2 separate regions of the Gossypium hirsutum genome follow, and region 1 is linked to region 2. The links are chromatin contacts, called in public Hi-C maps. All regions are on one chromosome and are shown on one strand. The core of a region is the stretch at or near the end of the contact, and the rest is flanking DNA. Distances in the headings are between cores, read along the strand shown.

Region 1 (5,377 bases), core at 1,497-3,996, 430 kb before region 2:
GTCCTAAAATAAATTTCTATGCAAATCTCTTCATAAAATCATCATATAATGAAACTAAAACCTTAATTCCATGATAAATCATCATAAAATTTCAGCACTTACTCATGGTAACTTTCTAAAATATTCATAAAAGCAAAAACTAATGAATTAGATATTAGGACCTAGTTGTAAAAGTCTCAAAATCACAAAAATTACAAGAAATAATCAAGAATTGAGCTTGCATGTAATAAAATATGAAATACCAGCTTAAAAAAAACCCTTCAATGGTGTTTTTTCTGGAGAAGATGAAGAAAAATGAAGAAAACTCTAGATTTTACCTAATATATCATATTTTACAATTTAATTTTTACCCTATTTCCAATTTTGCCCCTTGTTCACACTTATTTTTTATTTTTCCTGCACACTCATGCCGTCCAGCCCAATAATAGGTGTTTAATTGCCTATTTAGTCCTCCTTTAATTATTACTAGAGCTATTTAATCATATTTCACAATTTTGCACTTAATTCAATTTAGTCCTTTTTACCCAATTGACTACCGAAACCTTAAAATTTCTTAACGAAACTTTAATACTAACTTAATAACACTCCATAAATATTTATAAAAATATTTATGGCTCATTTTATGATTTCGAGGTCTCGATACCTCATTTTTATTTTATTTAATCTACAAATTTCTTTTAATTCATAATTTCACTAATTCGAAATCATTTCTAAAACCACACTTAACTTTTACTTAATAATATCTAAACTCACATGTCGGATTTAGTGATCTCAAATCACTATTCTGATATCATCGAAATTTGGGCCGTTACAAGCATGATGGATTGGTGCATGTTGGAATGATTCATATGCTTAAGTATGTTGTATTTTTCTGGTCTGAAGTAGAGGTATCGATATTCATGTTGTAAAAATGATACCTCTGTGATTTGAAATGTGCAAGAAGTTAGAATCATAATTTGGTATCGATACCCTATCACGAGTACCAGTACTCAGGGTAGAAATATTGATACTTTGGCAGAGGTACCGATAATTTTCGAGGTTTGGGTTTCTAAGCAAGAAATAGTAAGCAGTTTTGGTACTGAATTTCCAAGCGGTATCGATACCACTTGAGAGAATTATCGATACCTTTGTTACAGTATTAATATGTACGCGATTGTCTTGGAAATTTTGCAAAGTGATCCTAATGCATATTCAATTATTACTATAAGTTTATTTAAAGTATGTTTGACATGTTTTAATGATGGTTGATATATGTTTGACTAAAAATTTATAAGATCACTGATAAAGAGGATGATTTATTAATAATGTGACAATTTACTGTGAGTATGACATGAGATGGTGGTGTGGCATCCTAATATTCGGGCTTGGCAACCAGACCAGGTATAGGGTGTTACAATGATTGTTGCCAATGCAAGATGATGTGGGTTCAAGTACGCTGAAGCACATTATCCTCCTATTTATGGGTTGGGAGGGGCTATGAGTAGTTCTAGGTATTATGTCAAAAAGAGCATATATGATCAGAACCTATAATGAGATTGTAAAAAAAAAATAAAAAATTAAGTTATTTACTTTAATAGAAAATTAAATTCTATTAGTTTATTTAATTACTTGATGAATGTACCGATTAAAAGTTGGTTATATAAAAATTGAACCTACCTCTACTTATTGGGGTTATAAATTAAAAACTAATAGAAAGCTTATAATCTCCACCACCTAGTGTATGCGTAACAAAAAGGAATTTACATATTTTTCAAACCCAATTACCGAATCCAATTCCACATAGGTAATTTTATATATTTGTGAAAATCATATTATTATAAAGATTTTATATTTATTATTTATGCAATAATAAATTTTGGTTTATATAAAATTAATATCTTAAATATTTTTACAAAAGTAACTTATGTTTTATTATCATGATTTTCTATAAAATTTTTAAAATTGAATCGGTTAGACCATCAATTTTTAATTTAACTGATTCGATCATCGATTCAACCAATTCATAAAATAAAAAAACTTTAAAAAAAAGTAGGTGTCCCTTCTCTCATTGTTTTCTACTTCCTATTTACTCTAATCTAATAATAAGTGTCGTCTCTTCATCTTTTTTATTGTCTATCTTCTCTTCTCGTTCTTGTCTATTTGAGCATAGGTTGTTATTTTTTTTTATTCTTTTATTTGTTTCTTCTTCTTCTCATGTTCTTTGGCTATTGGTTTTTTTTTTCATCATCTTCTTCTCTTGTTTGTTTTGCCTACTAAGTACTATAATTAGTAAATTAAACTCAAAAGTATTTTCTTCTTTCTTCTTAAATATTCAGTGCCTCTTCTCTACTGATCTTAAGTTATTTTCTTCATATCTCTCTTTTCTCATACAACAGAGGGCTTAGAAATTCTGATTATCAGGGCTTGAAGAAGAAGATCCAAATTGATTTTGGTGGAAGGAATGTACAAAAAATTATAACATAACTGGTTCTTAACTCGGTTTGAAATGATTCATTAGATTTTTAGTTCTATAACGGTGATCAAACCATCGGAGTGGGATTTTGAAACCACATTTCTAAAACTTCTTCACTTCCTACAATTCTATAAGAAAAGATATTGTGAATCTCTAGTGAGTTTTCACAAAAATATGCTTTGTACTTGCCATAATGATAAATCATGCGCTTCAAAAACCTTTAAAGATATGTTAAAGGAAAATATGATTAAATTATTGCAGTTAAAAAAAGTAGTGCCTTCTCTTGCATATTCATTCTCCATCATTGAAGTACTAGTGGCCATGGAGTAATACAATAACTTAGTCAGCACAAGCAACAACACCAAGTGGATTGGGTCTCAGGGCGGGCCAGAGCCTTAGCATAGCTTAGATTAGGATCTATTCTAATTCTAAGCCCAAACAAAACCTAACGCCTTGAAGGCCCCATTCTCCGAAATCCTCCTAATAAATTAAATCCCACCCCACCCTGTCACCCTCGATTCCAACTTTCCACTTTCATTTTCCTCTTTCAATTCTCTGGGCACCCCTCTCAGATCTTCCAATCTCTCACCATGTACTCTACAAATCTCTCCCTTCCTCTCTCTATGTATCTGTAATCCAAATGTGTTTTACGTTTATTTGTGCTGACGGATCTTTAACTATTTGATCCTTGATCTAGATCTGGATTTATGTTTCCCCTGGGATCTTGATTTCTACGTAATATAGCATATTACTAGTATTAGAATTCATATTGAATCTATTATTTTTTCTACAATATCTGCTTGTTTTGTTTGATCAGGGTTATATTTCTATCATTTGATATGATATGATGTTCTAGCTAATTCCGATCCTGTGTATAAATTGTTCTTATCTCTGAAAACGGATGGTTTATATTATATGTTACCATTTATATGTCAAATTGGTTTTGTTCCTTTTTTTTTTCATTTTATTAATCGGGCGAATAAGCTGGGATGGACCCTTTTTGTGTGTGTGTGTTTTTTTTTCTCAGCCAGAATAAAAGGATGGGGCTTTCTTTTGCTAAGTTGTTCAGTCGCCTGTTTGCCAAGAAGGAAATGCGTATTCTGATGGTGGGTCTTGATGCTGCTGGTAAGACTACCATATTATACAAGTTGAAGCTCGGAGAGATTGTCACCACGATTCCCACTATTGGTATGCTCTTATTGTTAATTTTTCTGCAATTATTTTTTTATTTGTTTATAGATATTGATGCTTATTGCTACCTTTCCCAGGGTTTAATGTGGAAACTGTGGAATATAAGAACATTAGCTTCACCGTTTGGGATGTTGGAGGTCAGGACAAGGTAATATTACAGAAACTCGAAAAATGTTGCAGAACAAACCATAATTAGTCATCATTTTACCATTATATTGTTTCCCTGGGTCTTATTGCTGGAACATGATATTTTACCCTGGGTAAACTGTACAATACATTGATGTTTCAACTAATGGATATGCTTATGGACGATCTTATGCTGATGGCATCAGCATATAAGATAATCATAATCTACATCTACTAATGCCACCTCGTCTTTCTAGTTTATCCTTCGGTGGTATGAGGAGAGGCTATCCATGTCGTGCCTGTTGCATTATTTGGCATCTTGCCTTTATTGTATTTTCTTGCAATCCATTGTGCTTATGGATGGTCCTGTGCTGATTAGATTGTCATTCGTCAGCACATAACATATTCATAAGCTACATTTATTGCTGCTACCTTGTTCTTCTGTTTTCCTCCCTGAATGAGGAAGGCTCCAATATATAGTGCAACCAACATTATTTCTTCTTTATAGTTAAGTACTGGTGATTTTGTCTGCAAATTGTTGCTTGCCTTTTGTGGTACTTGCATTTGCCTGTTTCTTAAAATTTAGGAGTGAAATATCTCGAGTCTGATAGCATGTCTTGTTCTAATGGCTTTATGGGAACTTTCAGATTCGACCTTTGTGGAGGCACTACTTCCAAAATACTCAGGGGCTAATCTTTGTTGTGGATAGCAATGATCGTGATCGTGTTGTTGAGGCCAGGGATGAGCTTCACCGTATGCTAAATGAGGTGCCAGATTGCTTCTTTGCACTTTGTTGGTTTGGTTTCTCTGTTGACTTGAAATTTTCAATAATGAGGTCTACATGTAGCTGTTATGCATGTGTAATTACTATTTTCAATTATTTTGTTGCTTATAATATGTGTAGGATGAGCTGAGGGATGCTGTGCTGCTTGTATTTGCAAACAAGCAAGATTTACCAAATGCTATGAATGCTGCTGAGATCACTGATAAACTTGGTCTTCATTCCCTCCGTCAGCGCCACTGGTATAACCTTTTCCCTGTTTGTTTATTTCTAGATTGGTCTGCCAGTTGTCTGTTTTGTTTTAAAATCTCTCTTGTGAGTCACAGGTATATTCAGAGTACGTGCGCTACCTCTGGTGAAGGGTTGTATGAGGGTCTGGACTGGCTCTCCAACAACATAGCTAACAAGGTAGGTTCAGACTGATACGTGTCCTTTATTGATATTGTTCTGTTCTAATTCTCGCTTCCGTTCATTGTATTTTTCCTAGGCTTGAGGTGGTTGGTAGAAGGTCGGTGACATTTACATTTGGGCTAGCAATCTTTGTGGAATTCGGATATGTATACTTCTATTTTATGATGCGTTATTGGGGTATTGTTTTTTCGTTTTTGCTCGACAACTTTTAAATGAAATGGATGAGCTTGTGTTTAGATATGTGGGCATTTGGACTGCCTGCATGCTTTGTAGATGGAATTCATTGCTCAGAGTTAATTGACGAATTCATTGTTGACATTTCATAGTAACATGTTACATTTTATGAGTTTTACTTGTTCCATTATCAATACTATGTTGATTCTTGTTTGTCCAAGAAAATTTTTAAGCAAGTTGAG
Region 2 (4,993 bases), core at 1,730-4,229:
GCTTCGATTATCTGCCTATGTTTTCGCTCAACCAGACCATTTTGAGCTGAGGTATACGGACATATAAGGTGATGCACAATCCCTTGTTGAGATAGGTATAGTTTCAAAGCTTGAAATTCTCCTCCCCCATCAGTTTGAAGAGTTTTAAGCTTGCAACCAATAACTCTTTCAACTTGTCTCTGAAACTATAGAAATATAGTAAGAATTTCAAATTTCTTTTTCAGAAAGTAAACCCAAGTGTAGCGTGTATAAGCATCTGTAAAAGCAACATAGTAGCGAAAATTATTAGAAGTAACTGGAGCTAGTCCCCAAACATCGACAACCACTAATTGAAACGGTGCAGTATATTCAGTTACAGATTTCTAAAATGGTTGCTTATGTTCTTTGCCCAAATGACAAGCAATATACAGAAAGGAACCATTATTTACATTAAGAGGTATGTTACACTTGAGTAGAGCCTTTGTAAGGATAGCTTTACAAGGGTGGCCTAGCCTATTATGGCATACATCAAAAGGAACTACAGAGCTAATAGTAAAACATTAAACTGAAGCAGGTGAGCTTGGCTGAGCAGAACCAGGTAAGTGAAGTTTGTATAATTCATGCTGCACGGACCCTTTAAGAAGCACCTCCCCTGTGTGTATGTCACGAACTTGACACTGTGTAGGAAGAAACTCAAACATCACCTAGTTATCTTTAGTAAACTTTGAGGCAGACAAGAGATTCTTGGTAATTCTAGGACAAACAGTAAAGATCGCATATATAAGAGGCGCGAACAAGTAAGTAAATAAGACTAACTAGGGGACAAGACCAGAAGAGCATTGCCATTACCAACATATACCTTACTTGGACATTTGTATGATGTGATTTCTGCTAGAGAAGTAGGTGAGTGTGTGAGATGATGGGTTACCCTAGAGTCAGGGTACCACGCATTATCTCCAACAGTCTCGGGTATGGAAATGTAAGCCCGGGGATATGGGGCTGCTGGAACAAATGTACTGGTTGATGAGAAACTATCAGTGGCAAAAGGATTAGACCAAAAATATGGTGGCATTACAGATGGAAAAAACCAGTTTGGTGGAGCATTAGGAACAGTAGTTGATGTAGGTGGCATCCAAGGTATCATGGGAGAGCCAACACGAACATATAAACATTGGCCTGTGGAGGCTGAAGTGGCCTATATCCTGTACTCTTGTACGATGCATCGAACCTATAATAGCAGCGATCAACAAGGTGACCTTGTTTCCCACAAAGCTGACACTGAAATCGTGAGCCAGATGATCGACCACGCCCTTGCCCTCGAGTGCTAGTAGAAGGGTGATAAGCTGGTGTAGATTCGTTGTTGTCAATCGGCCTTGCGGACTGATGTGAGACCACATTAGCAGAAACAAAGATCTCAATAACTGGAGAAAGTTACCGTGTTTCAGCATCCAAGAGCATAGTAGTAACACCTTGAACTGTGTAGGGCATTCGACTGGCAGTGATGATTGTAATAATTTACTTATAATTCGAAGGCAAACTATTGAGAATTGGCGGTGACATGCTAATGATCGCTGGTGATCTCCCCACAACTAGCAAGACTAGCACAGTACCCTTTAATCTTCATTAAAAAATCTTTCATAGATAAATCTCCTTTGTGCTGAGAGTGTAAAGCTCGCCTGTAAAACATCAGTCTAGACGTGGTTTTGCTACCATACAAATTAACAATGGAATTCCAAATCTGAGCACTAGTGTCTATACCAATAAGATGAGGAAGAACGGGTGGACTTACTAATTATAAGAGCCAAGATGTAAGAGCACTATCTTGCTGCTCAAACCGAGTAAACTCAAGATTTTCTTGAGGCACACCATTAGCATCTGGAAGGAACTGGGGAGGAGGAACAGTTCGAGGATCCAAGAAACTTTGAAGCTTAAACGTTTTAATCACCAAAAGAATTTGTTGACGCCACAACAGATAGTTAGTGTCATCAAGAAGAACACTAATCTTCTTGGAAGAGAAGAATCGACTATCAACAACACCATCAGTAACACTGGAAGGCATCGCAGGTGCGACAGACTGAACAACGAATGGACTGGAAGATATGAAGAACTTAGAAGACTAACCTCCAGAGATCAATGGACATCTGATACCATGTTAAACAATGACTAAAAGAATAGAACTACTGCATTGAATCAAGAAGATTACAACAGAATACAAAAACTTAACCCACTTGGAAGTATCTGCATGCAGGTTATATAGTAACATAGCCTAACTGCATTGAATAACTGACTACTGACTTTGCTGACTACTAACAACTAACGGCTAATTGATTTTATCAGTTACTCTAACAAACAGTTAGATCTGAATTTTGAAATCTAAAAATTAGATGAACTAAATTTCATGAAAAGAAATATAGAGACTATATTCATAATTTTCGAAAAGTACAAGCACTTATAGTATATTTTAATCTTTTTTTTTGTTACCCAATGATTTAATTATCTTTTTTAGTTATCGATTGGCTAATGTGTTAAAATGTAAACATTTAAAAATCCAACATAGTTGGGTGACATTTTATAACTTTTTATAGTTGAGTAAGTGATTGTTAATATAATTTATCCAAAATAAATAAACATATTAATTTTGGATAATTTTGACAAATATAATTAAGAAAAAGGAAAGGAAAAACATGCAAGTGAAATGATTTATTGGATAACAAAGCAAGTGTTGAGGTTTCCTTCCACTTATTGGCTTTTGGTTTTTTTGTGGGGCTAAATGGAATTTGTTTTTATTCTCAGCAATGATTAGTGGGTGATGCAAGAATAAAATTATAAAAGAAAAAATAGATGGAGAAAAAGAGATGGCATGTGGTTGTTTTCACGCCACTTTATTATTTTATTGATGAGAAAAACAAAATTCAAAATTTAATAATTCAAACCAAATCCCGGTTGAATATTATATTATTTTGGAGGACTTTTTATTTGCTTCCGTCCACATCTGCTCACAACGCAGTCTAATCCCTTATCCCTTCCTATTCCATTTAAGCCTTTTGTCTAATTCTATTTTAATTTTAGTAAATATTAAATTATGGGATCAAATAAAAAGACTGCAATATTCTTGTGAGGTAAATTATTGAACTTGTTTCCTATATAGCTACCTTATGACCCAACAAACCAGAAATATCAGGTTTCTAATATATGCCCACTTTATTTCACAGCAAAGTATGTAATAAGTTAAAAAGTGACAAAACTTTTGGGTTGTTGCTGGCTGCTGTAATAATATTATTTATATTCTACAATAAAATAAAATATTAACAAGTACAATTTAATTGGGTCATCAAACTAGTGTTTAACCATTCTTTTTGGATAATTTCAATTTTTTTATATAGTAATAAAAAGATAAACAAAAGAATGAATAGTTTTTGCATTTAATCTTTTAAGAGCTGTTTTGTGCTTCATAATTTACAATGAAATCACTCATAATTGCATGCATAAGATTTAAATAAAAATGAAAATTTTATGACTTGATGGGGTAAAATGGAGGAATAAGTTAATAGTTGGTTTGGTTGGATGTGAGGAGTGCAGCAGAAATTAGATATTATTGGTTGGAAAACAGAGAAAAAATCTTCAAGAGAATCAGGAGAGGACCATCACCATTATACCACTTGCCAGAAGCCCTGCCTCCTCCTGTGAGACAACCCCCTCATTCAAAAGGAAAAAACAGAGTTTTTTTATATTTTTACTTCCATTTAAAATCAAACAAGAGTGAAATCCTTAATCTCAGAGATGATGTTAATGAAAATGGCTTTATTATTCTTACATCAGGATGTAATCATAATGTAAGAAAATAATAATAATAATAATATAAAGGTTATGGGTGTTGCTAGTAATGAGACATATTTGATTGACCAGAATTATGATGAAGTTGAATCTTTCTTATCCATTTTCTTTTTGTTTTCCATTAGGCCACATTTCAGTGTCGTCCAGCAATTAACAAGAATATTTTAATTAGAGATATAAATTAAAAACCCGTGATATGATAATAAGACAAGAGGCAACAGTGACAAGGTTAGGTTTTGTACCATTGCTCCTTCATCCTTATCCCTAACATGGGTTTTGGATTTATTAAAATAACACACCCATTTTTATATTTGTTCTATCTCCCTCCTCTTGTTTTATTTAAAGCACATCTGTGTTATTTTGGGTTTGATTAATTTGCTGTTTATAATAAGATAAATAAAAATGCAGCTTAAATTAGTCAAGACCAAAAGGTAGGTATGGTAATTTACATTTGTATGATTACAGCTTTTAATTTAATAGGATTATACGGTGACATTCAATCAATCCTAAAATCATAAATCACACCGTCATGATTTGACCAATTTAATACAAGTTTGCACTGCACAACTTTATCCCTGCCTTGCTCATCAATCCATCCTTTATATATATATATATTTGAAAAACACAATCATGGTAATAGCAACATTTTTTAATATTAGAAAAATGAAATCATAATGAAGGCAACTCTGCTGCCACCTCAAAAGGGAGCATAACATAAATTAATAGTATGCACATATCATCAGGGTGATGATTTTGTTTGTTCTCTTGTACAACGCCACGTATTGCTAATTATCCATGTATCAAGTACAAGTATATTGGTACGAATACAACATAAAGAAAAACAAAGGAAGAATTTACATATACACATTTATAGGAGCATCTTAGGGGGCAATTAACTGTAAGCTGTTTGTTGAAGCTTTGGGCTTCACATCATACACAAGTTTGATATCTGCAGGCTTAGCTTGTGGATCTTCCTCTTGGAAGGGTACCTCAAATAACAGTGATTGGTACAAGCACACTTCATCTTCTTTGCAATAGTACACCTGGAAGGTCAAGTACCAAAGAAAATATTTGATTTTCATAGTTTTTCCATGATTTAATCTTTAATTTAATCTACAAAATCCTGGCAGACATGGAATAGCTAATAACCATTTAGACATCAACAACTCATATATAACTA

The links. A called contact is a pair of places that touch in the nucleus more often than the background predicts.
Region 1: a contact with region 2 is called in a Hi-C map of leaf, with 2.6 times the contacts expected there. The contact joins the promoter of LOC107941301 here to the enhancer-like site in region 2. A contact is called at or near these places in 2 of 34 Hi-C or Micro-C datasets (both in leaf).

What each region holds. Positions count from the first base shown.
Region 1 is chrA13:80,431,330-80,436,706 of Gossypium_hirsutum_v2.1, reverse strand. LOC107941301 (ADP-ribosylation factor 2-B) reads left to right here and starts at 2,746. Exons shown (of 7, transcript XM_016874863.2): 1 at 2,746-3,044; 2 at 3,480-3,640; 3 at 3,721-3,791; 4 at 4,417-4,536; 5 at 4,674-4,792; 6 at 4,877-4,958; 7 at 5,038-5,284. The coding sequence starts at 3,493. The coding sequence ends at 5,043.
Region 2 is chrA13:79,998,692-80,003,684 of Gossypium_hirsutum_v2.1, reverse strand. It overlaps LOC107903827 (protein SUPPRESSOR OF QUENCHING 1, chloroplastic), which reads right to left. Exons shown (of 28, transcript XM_016829998.2): 28 at 4,489-4,856. The coding sequence ends at 4,695. Among protein-coding and RNA genes, the nearest start is that of LOC107903828, 11 kb to the left of the region's middle. Within about 2 kb of position 2,979, at least 5 of the 9 cell types and tissues checked have an H3K27ac peak or open chromatin away from gene starts, as enhancers often do. A contact at or near this core is called in leaf, where this site is marked.